3 separate regions of the Mus musculus genome follow, and all the other regions are linked to region 3. A link is a contact called in public ChIA-PET and Hi-C data. All regions are on one chromosome and are shown on one strand. The core of a region is the stretch at or near the end of the contact, and the rest is flanking DNA. Distances in the headings are between cores, read along the strand shown. Region 1 overlaps Pomc (pro-opiomelanocortin-alpha). Region 2 overlaps Efr3b (EFR3 homolog B). Region 3 has its middle 17 kb from the start of Dnajc27.

Region 1 (3,072 bases), core at 561-3,060, 110 kb before region 3:
ACCTCCATAGATGTGTGGAGCTGGTGCCTGGAGAGCAGCCAGTGCCAGGACCTCACCACGGAGAGCAACCTGCTGGTATGTGGGCCACGGACACCACCTTGGTTTGGGTGGAAGATGGCATCGGGGTTAGTACAGAGCAAAGGGAAGAGGGCCGTGGGAAGAGGTGCCGGGGAAATTAATCTTCGTTCATTGGAGTGGCCCACAGCAGCAATAGAACTTTTTCCATAAGGTTGGAATAAGGGAAAGGTGAGGAGGGGATGGCTTCAGGGAAAGGGGGCTGGTTCATAATTTCTATCGATTATTCTCATCCCCTGCTTTGCTTTCTGTGAGGACTCCTCAGCACTACTCAGTTTAAACGATGCTACATTAGCCACGATTGCTCTTAGTTGATCCTATAACTCAGCCCTTTGGCTCCCAAATCAACCTCCCTTTAAACAGTGAGAACCTACAAACTCATTTCATATTTCTTCCCTCTTTATGTTCTCTCAGTTACAAAGCCAGTTACTAGTCAGGTATTTCCACACTCCATCTCCAGAGGGCCAGAGGGAGAAGAAAAGACCAAAACATCCCCCCTCTTCTTCCCCCAAACTGGTGCCAAATATCCCATGCTGCTTCTAGAAGACAGGGCTTCAGCCAAGGTCCTTCCCAGTCTTACCTGCGGAAGCATGTAAAAGCTCTCTGGGACAGGTTGGGGCCCCTTTCAGGTCACCATGTGCATGCACATGTGTGCACACAAATGTTGGGTACCCGCTAGTGTCTGCCACAGCATCCTGTTTGTTTTATCAATGGACAGTTGAGGGTGAAAGAGACCTCCTCAAGAGCAAGGGTCATATACAGTGTGTTTTAGTCTTAGAAGGCCCAAGGAATCCTGGGAGATCCAGTTCAGAAAAACCCAAGGCTTCTGACTTCCATAGCCTCTCCTGAGATCTCACCAGGAAAGGGGTGGGGGTGGCGGGTAAAGAAGGTCAGAGGTCATGGGCTCTGTTTCTCTGACACCTCACAATGAGCTGGGGGATCTTAACCAGATCCTTCTTTCTTAACGATGCAGCTTATGTGAAAATAACCAGGAATGCAGTTGTGAGTCTTCTAGGTGTAGCTGCACCAGCAGACCCCTCGCGGAGGATTTATCCTGTGCCTTTTACCCTCTCTTCCAGTTAGGATAAGGTGGCAGGGAAACTAACCAGTTTGTCTCAAAATTCTGATTGAGATGATACAAGATCAGTGCACACAGTAAAAGACCTAGTGGGTGCAAGAAAGTTTTGAGACAAGAGACCTAGGGATACATGGCTGGAGTAGGCACAAAACTTTGTAGATTACTGGTGCAAGATTGGATCATTGTTAAAGTCCAGACCCCCAGAAGCCAGAAACCTATTAGCAGGAATATTCTTTCCCAAATTCCAGGCCCATGCCTGTCCTGGACTTAAATAGTACCATACTTTGACTCCATTGACAACACCCCTTTTGGTGCAAGACCTTGCTAGTAAGAGCTAAGAAAGACAAATAAGCAAGGGGTCGATTGGGCTGCTTACTGCCATCTAGGCAGAATCATGCATGGGCAATAGCTGCTTGGTGCAGGATGTTGGTGGGACCTCGGGAGTCCACACTGCTAGGTGTGATGGTCTTGAGGCCCAAACTGGAACCCGAATTAGGGTGCAGAAACGGTGGCCGCAGAGCCAGGCTTGGCTCACTCGCCTGGCCTCCCTACAGGCTTGCATCCGGGCTTGCAAACTCGACCTCTCGCTGGAGACGCCCGTGTTTCCTGGCAACGGAGATGAACAGCCCCTGACTGAAAACCCCCGGAAGTACGTCATGGGTCACTTCCGCTGGGACCGCTTCGGCCCCAGGAACAGCAGCAGTGCTGGCAGCGCGGCGCAGAGGCGTGCGGAGGAAGAGGCGGTGTGGGGAGATGGCAGTCCAGAGCCGAGTCCACGCGAGGGCAAGCGCTCCTACTCCATGGAGCACTTCCGCTGGGGCAAGCCGGTGGGCAAGAAACGGCGCCCGGTGAAGGTGTACCCCAACGTTGCTGAGAACGAGTCGGCGGAGGCCTTTCCCCTAGAGTTCAAGAGGGAGCTGGAAGGCGAGCGGCCATTAGGCTTGGAGCAGGTCCTGGAGTCCGACGCGGAGAAGGACGACGGGCCCTACCGGGTGGAGCACTTCCGCTGGAGCAACCCGCCCAAGGACAAGCGTTACGGTGGCTTCATGACCTCCGAGAAGAGCCAGACGCCCCTGGTGACGCTCTTCAAGAACGCCATCATCAAGAACGCGCACAAGAAGGGCCAGTGAGGGTGCAGGGGTCTTCTCATTCCAAGGCCCCCTCCCTGCATGGGCGAGCTGATGACCTCTAGCCTCTTAGAGTTACCTGTGTTAGGAAATAAAACCTTTCAGATTTCACAGTCGGCTCTGATCTTCAATAAAAACTGCGTAAATAAAGTCAAAACACAACTGTCCAGTTACACTATCACGTGACCAGATGCTAGAATGTAAAGAAAACATTTCTCAACCTCCTTGCCCCAGCAAACACTCTTGGTGGGGGACTAGATAGTTTGGGTGGCCCAGGGTGGTTCTCTGTCCAACTCTTCTAGAATGGCTGCTTAATTTGAGCCTGGCCCAAAGCCAAGTCCTACAAGAGTGACTGACCTTAGGGACCTGAAGCCAGGTGGCGCTACCAAGACCTATTCCCCACTGGGAATGTCTCTGGGATGTCACTCAGGAAGTTACAGGGACACAGGGACACTCTGCAATGTTGAGTCCTTATCTGTGACCCCAGGCAGGTTCCTGAACCCTCCCAGGGATTAGTTATCTGTCTCTTTATATTCTTGGTATAAGGGCTCTGGGGAGGATAAAAGGAAAATAGAGATTCCATCATTTTTTCAGGAAAATGTGAGAATTGAGAGGTGGTAGCCGGTCTGATTTGGTTATTCACATAAACTTTTTTTTTTTTTTTTTAAAGTGCATTTCTCCTTTCCCTTTATTTTTTAAAGATTTATTATTTATTATATGTAAGTACACTGTAGCTGTCTTCAGACACTCCAGAAGAGGGAGTCAGATCTTGTTACGGATGGTTGTGAGCCA
Region 2 (2,938 bases), core at 122-2,621, 84 kb before region 3:
GGCTTACCTGAAGGAGGGACTTCAGCAACATGATCTGGGTCAGCCGGTTCCTATTCTCCCTGTAGGCCAGAGACATGGTCTCAGCAGGATGGCAATAGAGTGCTCGGCTGCACCCCCCACTCCTGAGTGTTCTCACCAGGAGGCTTGTTGGTGGACCCATGATTTCCCTAACTGGGGGGGGGGGGGGAGGCTGAAAAATTGCCACGGGACCTATGACCCCTCTGTTTTTGAGCCAAGAGAAGAAAGCAGAGCCACAGAAGTCAGGGTGAAAACCAGGAGCCAGAGAGGGTGGGCTGGGAAGAAGCAGTGGACTGACCCCGTCCGTCCGGTCTCTACGGGGTGATGCACAGAAGGCAGCGGGACTTTGCTCATGATGAAGAGGATCACCTCTGAGCGCTGGTAGGTCGGCAGTGTGCTGGCAAAGGAGCCTGTGAGGAGAGGAGGGAGCGTGAGAGGTCCCCTGGGCTCAGCAGCAGCTGAATGGAGAGAGTGAGGCTCCCTAGTGCCCAGGGCTGGGGCAGCCCAGAGAGATCTGCCTAGGCAGGCTGCTTTGACCCTGTCTCCCGAGGAGGGAGCAAGAGGGACTCCAGAGGGCCCTTCCAGATGCCAGCTCTTCCCTTGTTACTGTCATCTGGGCTTCTTCCTGGGGGATAGGGCAGCTCAGTGGTTTCACGGCTGATGAGACCATGGCATAGGCACAAGGACCTCTGAGAGGGAGGAGACCCTGTTCCATGTTTCTCCACATCCAGGGCACAAACAGTCTCCGTTGCTTCCTTCCTGTCTTTTTTTTTTTTTTTTTTTTTTTATGCCTTAGTCCCACCTCCCCTACTGCGGGCCCACCTGGAAGCACTAGGCATGCCTAATGAGGATGGAGACACAGGAAGTCTGCCTTTGCAGGAGAGCCAGGCTGAGAAACCCAGACTGATCTGGTGTCTTTGCCCAGATCATTATGTGTCATTAGCTGGCTGCCATTTCCCCCAGTGTCCCTAAATAACACAGTGCTAGGTAATCATACAGCAGATGCTATGGCGGAGGCCTGGTTCTCCCACAAGGATCATCTCTCTCTAGTCCTGGTTCCACCTCATCCTCCCAAGATTCCTTGCTCTTCTAACTCCTTTTCCTAGGCCCCAGCTAACTCCTCCTCTAGAGCTCTTCCCCTCTCCAAGCTTTGCCAGGGTCTCTCCTTTCAGTACAGCCCTAGTCTTAACCCTTAGGCCCTGCCTGTCTCAGGCCAGAGAACTAGGTCTCTGGCAACCTCTCCCCACAGCCTCATTCCTCTTCAAATCTTATCAGGTCCCTCCCTTCTCCAAGCCTCACTGGGTCCTTCCCTTTACTAAGTTCCTTCCCCAGACTCCGCCCCTTTCCAAGCCTCGCCCAGATCTATCTCCACTACCACGTCCTAGGCCCCGTTTCACAGGCTCTGCCTCCTTAGCCCCGCCTCCAGATCGTTGACAACTCCTCCCCTGGAGTCGATCCCTCAAGCCTCAATGGCCCCTCCCAGACCCACCCATTTCCCCACCGATAGTTTTGATGACGGCCTCCTGGAACATGCACTCCTCATGCTCCTTGATGATCTTGGAGCCCAGGCTCACAGCGCCGTCGTAGCTCCCAGTTAGCGCGTAGTCGATGCTGAGCCGCAGCTGCCGCAGCAGGGTGTTGAACATCTCCAGTACCGTGGGCCCTGGGCGCCAAGGGGGAGGGACCCACAAATCATGACAGGAATCCCTCCTGCTCTCCCGTAAGCCCAGGCCCGCGCAGCCAATCGGCTCTAAATCTAACGCCTGCACACACCCCCCCACCCCACGCCCCTTGCCTTTTGCTCCGGACCCCCTTACCGACAGAGCCCGTGGCAGCGATAATTGCAGCTTCCGATAGGACTTCCACGATGCCGGCGCGCACAGTCGCCGCGCTGCGGCTGTTGGCGTCCAGGTGGCTCAGGAGCTGCTGGATAACCAGGTGGGAGTGCTGCGGCTGTGGAGGAGGAAGACGTGCTGGTCCCCAAACAACAACACCCCCCCCCCTGCCCCCCGGCCCGGTAGCCCTCTGCTGGAACCCAGAGGCTCAGGGTGAACCAAAATGACATCCCACAGCCAGTGGGCACTGCAGGTGGCACCCAGACCTCGCTCTCTTTCTTGCAGCACCCCACCCCAACCCCCACAAAAACGGAGCCAAATCCCAGGGAATCTGTGTTTGCACATTTTCCCTGAATTCCTTTACTTCAAAGGCGGCCAGCAATCTATTTCAAAATATTGTCTTTCATTTCTCCCTGTCCCCAGGTTTTACTGGCAAGGCCCATGAGAGGCCACGTGGTTCATCTCAGTGCAGCTCAAAGTGTGGCTGGGAGCCAGCCCAGTGCCAATTCAAGATCTGTCTGATAACACTGCTGCTAAGATGTGGGCCAGAAGGAAAGTACACCCGCAGTAACGGGGGCGCTCAGGGAATGCAGGTGGCTTGTCTTCTTTGAGATTTAATTTTCTCTAGGAATTATTTTCCATTGTATTTCATAAAAATAAAATAAATGTTGGCCTAGGATATAGGAAACATTAAACAGAGAACTCCTTGCAATTCCTTCCCAGCCGGATGATACAGCATGATCTGTGGCAGCTGGGGGTCTCTGGGGGGGGGGGGGGGAGTCAGAGGACACCTGGCTTTCTGCTTTGTGCATTGTCCAGCACCAGGAAGTGCCCTTGTGCCCAAGCTTGAACAGGGACAAACCATACCTGAATTGAGTACATGATGATTTTAAAGCAACGGGTGGCAAACACTTTGGGTTCCCAAAGAGAGTGGTTATCCAGGTGGCTGTGAGGAGAAAACATGGGGGAAGGAGGGTGACTAGGAAACTCAGAGGGAGGGAGGGAGGGAGGGAGGGAGGGAGGGAGGGAGGGAGGGAGGGAGGGAGGGAGTAGAGATGAACTTGGAGGGACAGCGACACTTCCAG
Region 3 (2,862 bases), core at 292-2,791:
TGTGTGTGTGTGTGTGTGTGTGTGTGTGTGTGTGTGTGTGTGTGTAGTGTGTGTATGTGGGGGGGGGTGTGGTGCAGGAAAACGGCTCAATATCTAGAGGTACTTGCTGCTAAGCCTGATAATTTGAGTTCAATATCTGGGGCCCACATTGTGGAAGGAAAAAACTGAACTGGCTCTTCCAAGTTGTCTACATCCCACTATAGCCTGCTTGTGCACTCACATGTATCCACATACATAGGTACATACATACATACATACATACATACATACATACATACATGTAATAAAAAATTTTAAGCTTTTGAGATAGTTTTGCCTTATATCTCAGGCTGGTCTCCATCTAGAGATCTCCCTGCTCCAGCCTCCCTAGTTCTAGGGCTAAGAATGTCTATCGTCACATCTTTACCTGGCTTCTTTCTTGCTCCTTGAGAACCATGCAGAGGCTTGCACCAACATCATCTCTAGAACCCCAAGTTCATCTCCAGCACGCCCCACCTCTACCGAGAACTCTGGTGCCAGCCAGGAAGACAGTACATTTATCTGAGCTGTCCCTTGCATGCCTCAGACAGAGGAGAGAGTATATTCGGGGCCCCATGCTCATCTTCATGACTCCTGTGTCTCTTCCAGATGAGCAAAACAGCCTTAGGCGGCATGCTGGGAATGGCGAAGAGCCAGGATTGTCACCTGTTTCTGTTCCAGCGGTCCATTAAATATTTTTGGTGGGCTGTGATGATGCATGCCTTTAGCATCACCCAGCACTTTGGAGGCAGAGGTAGGAAGATATTTTAATAGTTAAGGAAAAGCCTGGACTATGAGCTACAAGTACATTTCAGAGTAAATCTGACTAAATGAAGACCCTGTCAGAGAGGAAAGTGGGGAGAACATGATTCTGTCCTGCTAGCCCAGCTGAGCATCCTACATGGGAAATTTTTTAGGAGGGGAAATAGCCAAGCTCTTTAAAGAGAGTGGGTTTCATGACTGTAATTTGAATTAGTTTAATTAGATGCTTTTCTCCTAACTATTCGTTGAGAGAAACCGTCCCATGAGAACCAAAGTTGGGAAGTATGGAAGGACAAAGAAGGCACATGCTCTCAAGGTCTGGGGATGTGGTTGTTGCCTCAAATGGAGTGTGTGGAGCACAGAATTCCCTGGGCAGAAGTAAACCTGACAAGGAAACCAGTGCAAAAAGATGGCGTCCAGGCACAGAAAGGTGAGGAACACCGTGACAAACCGCTAGTCTCCTCAAATGTCTGCTTCAGAGATACAAAGATGAAGGTTGTAAGAGCTTTTAGGTCTCTGTGTTGGGGTGAGGAGATGGTCACACCCACCTTCCTCCTCTAGGTCCTCAAAGCTTGGACCTCCATTTTTCAAACAATTGCCACAGGTTTTCATCCCTAGGGAAGAGGCGAAACTCTGCCTCCGAATGATGCAGACATATGGAAGGAAATAAGGAGAATTTATTTCCTCAGACTCTTTCTGGAGTCCACCCTGTAGCCTGGAGTCATAGCTCTACCCTGCAACAGTAGGAAGCCACACCCTTCCAGGTCTTGCAGACACCACCACCACAAGGACCATGACAACCATCACCATAACAACCACCACACTTTTTTTTTTAAAGATAGTATCTCATTGGGGATAGTGGTTCACACCTTTAATCCCAGCACTCTGAAGGCAGAGGCAGACAGATCTGTCTCTGTGAGATCAAGGAGAGCCTGGTCTACAGCTCAAGTTCTAGGGCAGCCAAGGCTACATAGAACAACCCTGTCTCAAGAAACCAAACCAAAGAAAACAAAAGAAAACAAAAAACAAACAAACAAACAACAACAACAACAAATACCAAAACCCACCAACAATAACAAAAAGATAAGGATTCTCATAGCCCACACGGACTAGCCTCAACCCTGCCTAGCCTCAAACCTGCCATACAACTAAGCATGGCTTTGTACCCTCTACTTCCTCAGTGCTGGAACTGCAGGCACCACGCCCAGCTCAGGCAGGGTCCAACCCAGGGCTTCTTGTGTACTAGATAAACACTTTATCAACTAAGCCCCAAACCCAGGCCTATGTTCCCTTTACTCCCAGTTCCGGCGTCGACTGTTAGTTGAAGAAGATGCTGAAGGGGACCGACCTAAGTTTCAAAAACCTGCCCCAAGGCGACCTGGAATGACAAATGATGAATGTGAAGCCCAGGAGAAAGGAGAGCCTCCTTATCGCCTTTGTGCCACAAGGCAGGATTCAGAGCAATCCTGACCGCCTCCTCTGAGCCCCACTTTGATACAATGTGAGCAAAGGGGATGCCAGGGCAGGACCTCACTTCCAGTGTTAAGTAGAGCCAGAGAGCTTAACCAGGGGTGGCGGGGACTCAGAGAACTGAGACGACAGAGAGGAGGGGAATGAAGGCTGGTATGGGTGCTGCAGGCGCTGAACTTGCCCTTTATCTCCTGCCTGTCCCTGGTCCCTGAGGATGTCATTAGCCTAGCAGCTGTTCCACTCAACCCCTTGCTTACTACAGGCACATTCTGGGTCTCTGGATGGCTGCTGCTCCTCCCTCCCTGTATGGCCAGCAGCAGCAGCAGCAGCATCTACATCAGCCTCTGCATCAGCCTCTGCATCAGCAACCAGTGCTGATTCTGGCTTGGTCACTGCTGCTGTCACCGCCCTCAGGCTCCGCAACTCCGAAGCACACAGGTTATGCCAGCTGCTTGAGTTCTTTCCCTGTGAGCTCCCCAGATGTCTCCAGACAGCCAGAGGAAGGCTGAGCCCACATCCCTGACTAATGATCACGCCTTCAAGACTGGAGGCAGCCTGTGACTCAAACTGTGGAGGCTCAGGCAGCAAAGGGAAGAAAGAGTGGGAGGGAGG

The links. Hi-C and Micro-C count contacts between places; a contact is called where the count stands out from the background. ChIA-PET counts read pairs in DNA pulled down with a chosen protein or histone mark.
Region 1: an RNA polymerase II ChIA-PET map of memory CD8 T cells shows a contact between it and region 3, with 64 read pairs. The contact joins two enhancer-like sites. A contact is called at or near these places in 27 of 39 promoter capture datasets (the 3T3-L1 cell line, 3T3-L1-derived adipocytes, the C10 cell line and 17 more), 14 of 484 Hi-C or Micro-C datasets (8-cell embryo, the AML12 cell line, the CH12 cell line and 11 more), 17 of 115 datasets of contacts at active chromatin or transcription factors (T-cell acute lymphoblastic leukemia, bone marrow-derived macrophages, cardiomyocytes and 11 more) and 4 of 9 other capture datasets (adipose tissue, liver, macrophages and 1 more).
Region 2: a contact with region 3 is called in a Hi-C map of cerebral cortex, with 4 times the contacts expected there. The contact joins two enhancer-like sites. A contact is called at or near these places in 1 of 39 promoter capture datasets (embryonic stem cells), 5 of 15 datasets of contacts at CTCF or cohesin (CD8 T cells, the NIH/3T3 cell line, embryonic stem cells and 1 more), 228 of 484 Hi-C or Micro-C datasets (the 3T3-L1 cell line, 3T3-L1-derived adipocytes, the 63-12 cell line and 127 more), 36 of 115 datasets of contacts at active chromatin or transcription factors (the NIH/3T3 cell line, the SCID.adh cell line, T-cell acute lymphoblastic leukemia and 25 more) and 4 of 9 other capture datasets (adipose tissue, embryonic stem cells, liver and 1 more).

Annotation. Positions count from the first base shown.
Region 1 is chr12:3,958,186-3,961,257 of GRCm38.p6, forward strand. Pomc (pro-opiomelanocortin-alpha) reads left to right here. Exons shown (of 3, transcript NM_001278584.1): 2 at 1-75; 3 at 1,708-2,458. The coding sequence ends at 2,283. Among named protein-coding and RNA genes, the nearest start is that of Pomc, 4.8 kb to the left of the region's middle. Within about 2 kb of position 1,811, at least 317 of the 459 cell types and tissues checked have an H3K27ac peak or open chromatin away from gene starts, as enhancers often do. A contact at or near this core is called in 8-cell embryo and memory CD8 T cells, where this site is marked.
Region 2 is chr12:3,980,135-3,983,072 of GRCm38.p6, forward strand. Efr3b (EFR3 homolog B) reads right to left here. Exons shown (of 23, transcript NM_001082483.1): 8 at 2,721-2,799; 9 at 1,836-1,971; 10 at 1,520-1,681; 11 at 317-428; 12 at 8-59. Among named protein-coding and RNA genes, the nearest start is that of Pomc, 27 kb to the left of the region's middle. Within about 2 kb of position 1,372, at least 259 of the 459 cell types and tissues checked have an H3K27ac peak or open chromatin away from gene starts, as enhancers often do. A contact at or near this core is called in 8-cell embryo, CD8 T cells, cerebral cortex and 7 more, where this site is marked.
Region 3 is chr12:4,064,115-4,066,976 of GRCm38.p6, forward strand. No RefSeq gene overlaps it. Among named protein-coding and RNA genes, the nearest start is that of Dnajc27, 17 kb to the right of the region's middle. Within about 2 kb of position 1,542, at least 39 of the 459 cell types and tissues checked have an H3K27ac peak or open chromatin away from gene starts, as enhancers often do. A contact at or near this core is called in 8-cell embryo, CD8 T cells, cerebral cortex and 7 more, where this site is marked.